2 separate regions of the Capsicum annuum genome follow, and region 2 is linked to region 1. The links are chromatin contacts, called in public Hi-C maps. All regions are on one chromosome and are shown on one strand. Each heading gives the region's core, a stretch centred on a gene start, on an enhancer-like site or on the middle of the called end of the contact. The rest is flanking DNA. Distances are from core to core; before and after follow the strand shown. Region 1 holds the start of LOC107847613 (pentatricopeptide repeat-containing protein At5g43790). Region 2 holds the start of LOC107856097 (transcription factor bHLH153).

Region 1 (4,211 bases), core at 933-3,432:
TACTCGAAGCTTTGCAAGACAAACAAAATCTCTCACAAGTCATTAGCGCAGAATGAGAGATATCCTTTTGATGGTGCACTAGCACAGGATTAATCACACGGCAGAACTCAGCACCAATTCTGATCATGTCCACATCTACAAATCAAAAGATAACATCGTCAGACTCAACATTTCAACATATATAAATATTTAGCACATAGGTAAACAAAAATTACACACCAGGGTAATATGGGCAATTCCTTTTTTTATTTGGTAAGGCCAGGTTTTAGGATTCCTTCCTTTTTTAATCAACTTAGTTACATGTTGCTACAAATTATCCCAATAACCGCTGTCAAGGATGTGACCTTGTAGTCAATGAAATTGGGATGGAGTTAGATAGACTAAAGGTTCAAATCCCAGCTGAATAAGAAAATGTTAGCCTTGGTGGACAAAGTTATGTTGCACCTATGCTGCTGAGACGGAGCATGTACCTGGAGGATTAGTAGCGATGTGAGTGAGTTGTCCCAGACATCACCGCCATCACCACCACCACCAACATACCCAGTATAGTTCCTGAGCTGATACCTTTATATTTGGTAATTGACTCGTTGGTACCAACTGGGCAAGTCATATTGGAGCAGGGAATAGTACAACCAAGTAGCTGCCCTTTGCACATCATCTGTTTGTTTTGGTTGGAAAGAAAGTTGGTTATTGGCGTTTTCTCTTTGTTTTGATAAAGGATTATTGGTGTGTGTATGTGGACCACAAGGACTCAAACAGATGCACAGTGGAGCATAAGTTTTCCATACCATTCATCGAGGACTTACTAGATAAATTGAGTGCGTCAAGATAATTTCTAAGGTGGATTAGGGAAGAAGGTAGCCATCAACTGAGAATAGAAACTAAGGTTCCATCAACTGAGAATGGAAACTAAGGTTATCTCCAAAAAGCTTTCAAAACTCATGGAGGGCATTACATGTTTTTGGTGGATGCCACGTTTCAAAGCTCAATGAACACTATCTTCAAGCCTTACTTCACGTAAATGTGTGTAGTATTTTTCTTTAATAATGTACTAACCTACAGGAGGTATTAGATGAGCATTTACACAGCCCCAAGACAGGTTTTGATACAATTTTACAGTATCAGCTCTATGCTAAAATCAGTAATTGTTCTTTTTGGGACAAGGGAAGTGGGTTCACCTAATGGATTTGGTTAGATGTCATCGCGGTTTAGGCAAACAAGTATGGTACCATAGGCTTGCCCGTCTTGTATTTCCCCACTAATGTAGAGCGCTTGGTTTGAGATCAAAGACTTAAATGGGGTTGTAAAATAGGCTTCAGGCATCATAGGATTCAGGCATCGTAGGATAAATATGGATAAAAGTGACTCAAATTTCCTTAACCATCACAAATACTTGAGCTAGCTAGACCTTCTTTCCTTCCTTTATTTTCCATGAAGTACCCAACTTTCCATTATCTTCCAATGCCCAATCAACCCAACTCTTTCTTATTTCAAGCATACTTCTATTTTCTTCTTCTTCTTCAAACTTGGAAAAGATAATAAATATCAAAAGGTGCACGGCTTAGTACTTGGATGCCAACAAAAAGGTATAAAAGGCTCAAAACGGGATGACTAGGGCAAAAATAGTACTCCGACAAGGCAAGAATAGTAGGATCTAAGCATCCAAGTGCATGAAATGATCCTAATGAGAAGCACATTATTTCACTCACAAATCCAAGTGTATTATTGAAACAAAGTCATGCTTAACACCATAGATTTTTTTCAGCAAAAGTTTCCAACTGAATATAGGACAACACATGAGCGCAACGTCACAATCGTGTGATGCTGACATTTAGCTCAACCTACAGCTAAAACATATGTAACACCTCAATATTAATCCTAAGAAACCACCAATACGCCTTTTAGCTACTAAGACTTCGTCAAATAGGTGTAAATATCAAAGTGGCAAATTATCAAACACGTGGTGGGCACTATGTATCAACTGCTGTTCCCACGGAAAACATAAAGTTCCGATCCTCCCAATTTATCATAGTTCACTAGGCAAAGAGAAATCATCAACAGTAGATACTCACAAGTTTTCAGCATTAACACAACAATTTTGCATTTAATTCACAGGGTAAGAAGGATAGAAAAGAAAAAGAAAATACTCCCTCAATCCCTATTTATATGGCACTTTCTTAGTCAACGCCAAAATAAATAAATTATTAAGCTATTTTTAATATCTAAAATAAATAAATTATATCCTTTTATTTCATATTTTATAAAAATTAATGTACCTATAATTTATATGTGATGTGCCACACCTGATAATTTAATTATTTTAAAATTAAAATTTTAAATAAAATATTTTAAAAATATTTTTTCATAAATTTTATAGCAAATTAAATATAATTATATAAATTGAGATCGAAGAATATGAATTATACCTGTTGCTAGTGAGTGCAAAGGTGGCAATGGTGTCCTCAGGTTGCGGTGTTAGCAAGTGTTGGATAAAGGATATTGGAGTTTCGAGTTCTGTGTTCACGTGTAGGAGTGGCTGTTCATGCTTCGTTTGGATTGTATTATTATTATTATTATTATTATTAATAATAATAATAATAATAATAATATTGTTGTTGTTGTTGTTGTTGTTATTGTTATTGTTGTTGTTGTTATTGTTATTGTTATTGTTATTGCTGTTGTTATTATTGTTATTCTTATTGTTATTATTCTTGTTATTATTATTATTATTATTATTATTATTATTGGCAGCATATTTTTTGTTAAATCCTTTATGAAAAGAGATATATAATTCAGACTTCTCAGAAATCTCTGCAATTGAGTTTTATCTGTTATAACATCTGAGAATTTAGAAGCAAATTCAATATTTCTATTGATAGGAATTATTTTTCCTTGGTCAATATTATGACCCAAGAATCTTATCTTTGTTTGGAAAAGTAGCATTTTTGGCTCTGATACTAAGTAAGGACCGAATCGCTTCAAATGATATTACAGGAACATTTACAAGCAAAACATAAATTCATAGGAATAGTTTTGATTCATAACGGGTCCAAAACACAACCTTTAATACCCACCTGACTAACATACCTTTCAATTAGACCTCCGGCATGATGCCTGAATCAAAATTATTACTGTAAGTCTATGTATTGCGATCTTAATATCATTTGAATGATTTGGTTCTTATTTGAATGATGTATGCCATATCATACTAGTAGCATAGACTTCTATAGTTCAACACTAAGTATTTAGCCTATCGTTAGGCTAAGAACAAGTAAAGAAATTTAAATTTAAATTATAAATTTAAATTATACCTGACTACGGATGGATGTGCTCAGAACTGAAAGATTTTATTTCAAACTCAGAATATATTACAAGAGAGTGGTTGAGAGAGTAATAGAGAGAGAGGTGGTTCTAAAACCTTTTTTTACAAAATGAAAATGAGCTCCTTATATAGCGGATGCTCTAAAAAAGACAAAGTAATAAATGACCTTTACTATTCACAGTTGGCCTTTACTATTTAGAAATGACCTTTACTTTTTCAGAAAGTTAGTGGCCTTTACTGTTTGCTTTTCAAAAAGCTATTTGTCTTCATAGCCGTCTCCCCAATAATACCAATAGTGGTGGGGTCTTTCATTAATTCATTTTTTCCCTTTACCTTTTGCAGATGAAAAGGATTCTTCCAGTATATCCTCGAACTTCTTCAAGTATTCATCTGGATCTAGTTCTTCATCACTTCGGATGCTTTGAGATTCCCCAGCTAAGCATTTTTCTTCATTCTCCGTGGTATGACCTGCGGATGATATGGACATATTTGAAGGACATCCTTAATCAAGATTTCTCATTAAATCTCGCTTGACTTCTTCCATATATGAAGCTAATATTTCAAATTTGGACATTGCTCCTTTCTTCATTTGAAGTTTTTGAGTAATGTTTTTGACTGCTTTGGAGCTCGTGCCTCGGAACCTATGGCGTAAAGTAAAATACCATAGTGCAAATGCATCAGAACGATGGAATGTACTGGTATGCATGTGAGGTAGGCTAATGCAAAGGTTTCACAATTTGATAACCGATGTAACTGATATAACTGATATTATAAGTGACTGTATCTGAAAATCTAGTTTCTAATGGAACTATCCGAGTCCCGTACTATTTTGAGATAACTGTATCTGACAGTTCTGAAACTGAAAACTATCTAAGTTCTTTTACTGGAA
Region 2 (4,211 bases), core at 853-3,352, 610 kb after region 1:
TTAAAAAAAAAGTGAAGTGTGTGTGAGAGGGAGGGGGTTGGAGGTGTGTTTGGGTGGGGGTGTGGGGGTTGGGGATGGGAGAGGTATGGGGGCTGTAGGTGGGGTGAGGATAGGGACGGGCTGGGTAGGGTGGGGGAGCTGGGTTGGTTGGGGACGGGCTGGGGTGGAGGGCTAGGGGAGAGGGGTGGGTGGGGCTGGGTGGGGTGGGGACGGGCTGAGATGGGGGGGGGGAAGGCGGGGGGGGGGGGGAAGGGGGTGGAGGGGGGGGGGGGGTGGGAATTTTTTTTAAAATTTATTATTTTTACATTTTTAAAAATATTTTTAAATTTTTAAAAATATTTTTAAATTTTTAAAAATATTTTTAAATTAAAAAGGATGGAGGAATAAAAGAAGGGGTTAGGGGGTGTGGGGGTGGGGACGGGCTGGGTGGGGTGTGGGAGTGGGGACGGGCTGGGGTGGGATGGGGAGGGAAAAATATATTTCTTAAAATTTTTAAAAATATTTTTAAAATAATTTTTTGATTTTTAAAAATATTTTTAAATTATTTTGAAATTATTTTAGAAATTTTTTTAAATTTTTTTAAAAATATTTTTAAATTTAAAAAGATGGAGGGAAAAAATGATCCTTTTTTTTAAATTATAAAAATATTTTTAATTTTTTTTAAAATTTTAAAAATATATTAATTTTTTTTTAAAATTTTAAAAATATTTTCTTTTTTAGATTTTTAAAAATATTTTCAAATTTAAAAACATGGAGAAAAAAAAAGATCCCTTTTTTAAAATTATATATATATATACATATATATATATATAAAATTTATTCTAATGTTAAATTGACAAAAAAATGACCCTCACTCGCACCCCCAGACGAGTGGGTACACTTTCCTTGTCCTAGTCAGCATGACCTTGCCACATAGGCAAGGTCAACGGTCAAAGGGTGCAAAATGTTTCCTTTTGAATGGTTCAAGGGTCCATATGACAAACATGTAAGTAGACGTGTTCAACTTATAAAACCGACATAATATATGGGTCTAGAAGGTCATTTTGCCTTTACTTTTTTTTCTTTAAACAAATTTAAACTTTTTTATTTTCATAAAATAACCCCATTTGAATTATATTGTATGTTTAATATTTTTAAATTTTCTTTTAGAAAAATACTTGAATCTAAATATTAACTTCAAATTTGTGGTCAAACACAACTCCAATTCTAATTTCAAAATTTTCAAATAAAATAAATATACTTTTATTTTTAATATCTAAATGCCTGCTTAAATGAGTTGGGGAAAGTAATAAAATTCTGTACTCATAATAATAATATTTCGTAATCCAAAGGATTAAACAAAAAACTACTCCCATTGTTACTTTTTCTGAGTTGTGATTTTGTTTCTGAATAAGTGCATATTTGGATTTTTAAAAATATTTTGATTATTATCTTTCTAATATGTGCTTCAGTTTAAATATAATAATCAACATCAACTTAAAAGAAAATAAAACTTAATTAGAAATGAACTACTAATATTATTTTTAATTTTTTAGAATTGAATAGTTTATTAGAGAAGGTGAGCAAGACAATCAGATAACTAGGAATGGATAGAATGATCTATTTTGACTTGATACAAGTTTAAAGTTTAAGAAATTAAAGAAAACTTTTGAATCTTGTAGCCTTAAATTAAAGTTATGTCAAATGTATCAAAATGTTCTTTAATCTTGTGGTCTTAAATATACCATATAAAAAATTAAAATTAAAATATTATCAAAAAAAACGAAAAGATCACTCTTTTTAAAATGGACTAAAAATAAACATAGTTCGTTCTATTTTAAACGGAGGGAGTATAGAGTTTTCAGGAAAGAAGTAAATAACAGTTCAAAAATACTGAAGTAACAGTAAATATGCTTTTCACATCACAAGTCATTTTCATTTATATTATTTATATAAAAGAAAAAAACAGAAATGACATCATGTAGATTTTAATTTAACTACTCCCTTCCGCCTTTTTCCTCTTTATATGGTTGGATATTAGCTGTCAAATAAATAAATCTTATTTTTCTTTCTGTTTTTTTTATTTCTTTGAAAAATGACACTGCAAAAATCACATACTATAAAATGAGTTTCAAAAACCCTTCCCACCTTCCACACTTCTTTTCACTTCCTCTCTTTGTCCTTTCATTTTCTAACTATTTTTTCTCTCAATCATCAATATCTTCTCTTGTGGTCGAACCTTTTTCTTTTGACCCTGCACATAGGGGAATTTTTAGTGTACAGAGCTGTTCTTTCATTTTTCGGCGAAATCATTTTGCGGGAAAATTCTGTTTTTTCCTTTCTGGAGGTGGATTTTGAGTATTTTGAATTGTGTTCAGGTGGTTGTTTTCATGTAGAGTTCGAAATCAAGGTATTCGTTTTTGTTTCTGTTTTATATCACCTTTTTTACCTTGTAGTAATTAAAAGCTTTATGTTAAAAACTTTTTTCCTTTTGATGAACCGTTGCTGACTAGGTTGCACGTACTTTTGACTAATTTTACGTGGCATAATATGGGTAATTTTATTCACTTAAACAAATAATAATTTTTACCGCTAAAAATCTAATACGAGACCTCGTGATGTTTAATCTGTTTATTGACCACTTTGGTGCTATATTAATTTTTTTTTAAGAACTGTTGTCGTGTAGGTAGGGCACTCTTTTATTAATTTTACTGGGTATATAATATGGGTATCAGGTAAGTCGAAAATTTACTTGAGACGTTGTGATTTTCCATTTGCTCATTGACCACTTTAGATTCTATATTGAAAACACTTTAATTTGAAAATTTCTATGTCGGACTTTAAGAAATGATATGTACTAATAATCATGTTAAATCGGATAAAAAAATTAATCAAGTTAAAAGTCTTTTTAAACTAAATTAAATTTCCCGTAAAACACCTTTATATAAAACGAAGCTGAAAGCCATAAATGCTTTTAGATTTTTCTTCTTGTAAGTTATGAAGTTGATGATTTTCTTTGGTTTTACAATAATTTATTTTATTTTTTCAATTTGACTGGTTCTGTTTAATCAATTTATTTGAAGTGTTGAGATGATTTTTTGACGTTTTATAAGTTGTTTGTATCGTTTGAATACGCTTAATTAGCATGAGATAAGGCTGAAATTGTGGAAAAAAGATTTGTGTACGCAAATGGCTGCTTTCATGCTTAATGAATGATAGTAGTATTATACTAGTAATTTTTGATGTTGGCCCCACTAAAGTTGGTTTCTTTGAATTAAGTTGTTTCTAACCCCTATTCACACTATATAAAGTTTATTCATACATTAAAAAAAGCCATTGATTGATGTATTAATAATGATAATCTGTTGAAGTTGTCCAACTAGTGTTTTATTCTTTTCTACGTTTTACGTATTTTTTAAATTATTTTTGTCTCTATTGAAAACAATCTCTTTAAGTCACCTATGAGGTAGAGGTAAGGTTTGTGTACGCTCTGCCCTCCCCAGACCATACTTTGTAGTACTACATTGGGTATGTTGTTGTTATCGTCATCGTCGTTGAGGTTACTCAGACTAATTGAGCTTATTATTGGTAGTTGCGAATGTGGAGCCAAGGTTCAAGGAATGATATTGCATTAAAAATTATAAGCGTAATTATGTAGGCATAGATTCTGTTATTGATGATTGCATTTTTTTAATTCTTTTCTTGTTACATTCTTGGTTTGTTTTATAAAATAAGAACAACGTATGTATTCTTTATTCTAACATAGTTTATGTAATATATATAATATAAGAAGGTGATGGTTTAAGTTTAACAACTACGAACGTATTCAAAAGTTTTCTTTTGCGTTGTCTCTTGCTGTTTTGCTGTCATATTTTACTACCACTCTTGCTTCGAAAACACCTCTTTTGAGCTGAATTTGTTGGAAACGATCTCTCTATCCTACAAAGGCAGGGGTAAGGTTTACATTTATGCTATTCTCTATATTATTGCTGTTGTTGCAACACATTTGTAATCTTGGCGCCTATCATTTAATTGTGATTATGCTTGTGGGATATCAAATTTCTGTAATTTTTGTACTGCTCTAGACATATGTTAGATATCTTGAACTAGAACAGTCAATGGATTTAGAATTACATGTCTTACAGCAATATAATTATAAATTTTGGATTTGCATAAGTTTTTTTGAGGGATGAAGCAAGCGGATTTACTTGTGTTCTCTTTGAAATTTATGT

What was found. A called contact is a pair of places that touch in the nucleus more often than the background predicts.
Region 2: a Hi-C map of bud shows a contact between it and region 1, with 3 times the contacts expected there. The contact joins the promoter of LOC107856097 here to the promoter of LOC107847613 in region 1. A contact is called at or near these places in 2 of 5 Hi-C or Micro-C datasets (bud and placenta).

What each region holds. Positions count from the first base shown.
Region 1 is chr1:218,446,928-218,451,138 of UCD10Xv1.1, forward strand. LOC107847613 (pentatricopeptide repeat-containing protein At5g43790) reads right to left here and starts at 2,183. Exons shown (of 2, transcript XM_047408957.1): 1 at 2,073-2,183; 2 at 1-135.
Region 2 is chr1:219,053,705-219,057,915 of UCD10Xv1.1, forward strand. It overlaps LOC107856097 (transcription factor bHLH153), which reads left to right and starts at 2,103. Exons shown (of 6, transcript XM_047408960.1): 1 at 2,103-2,389.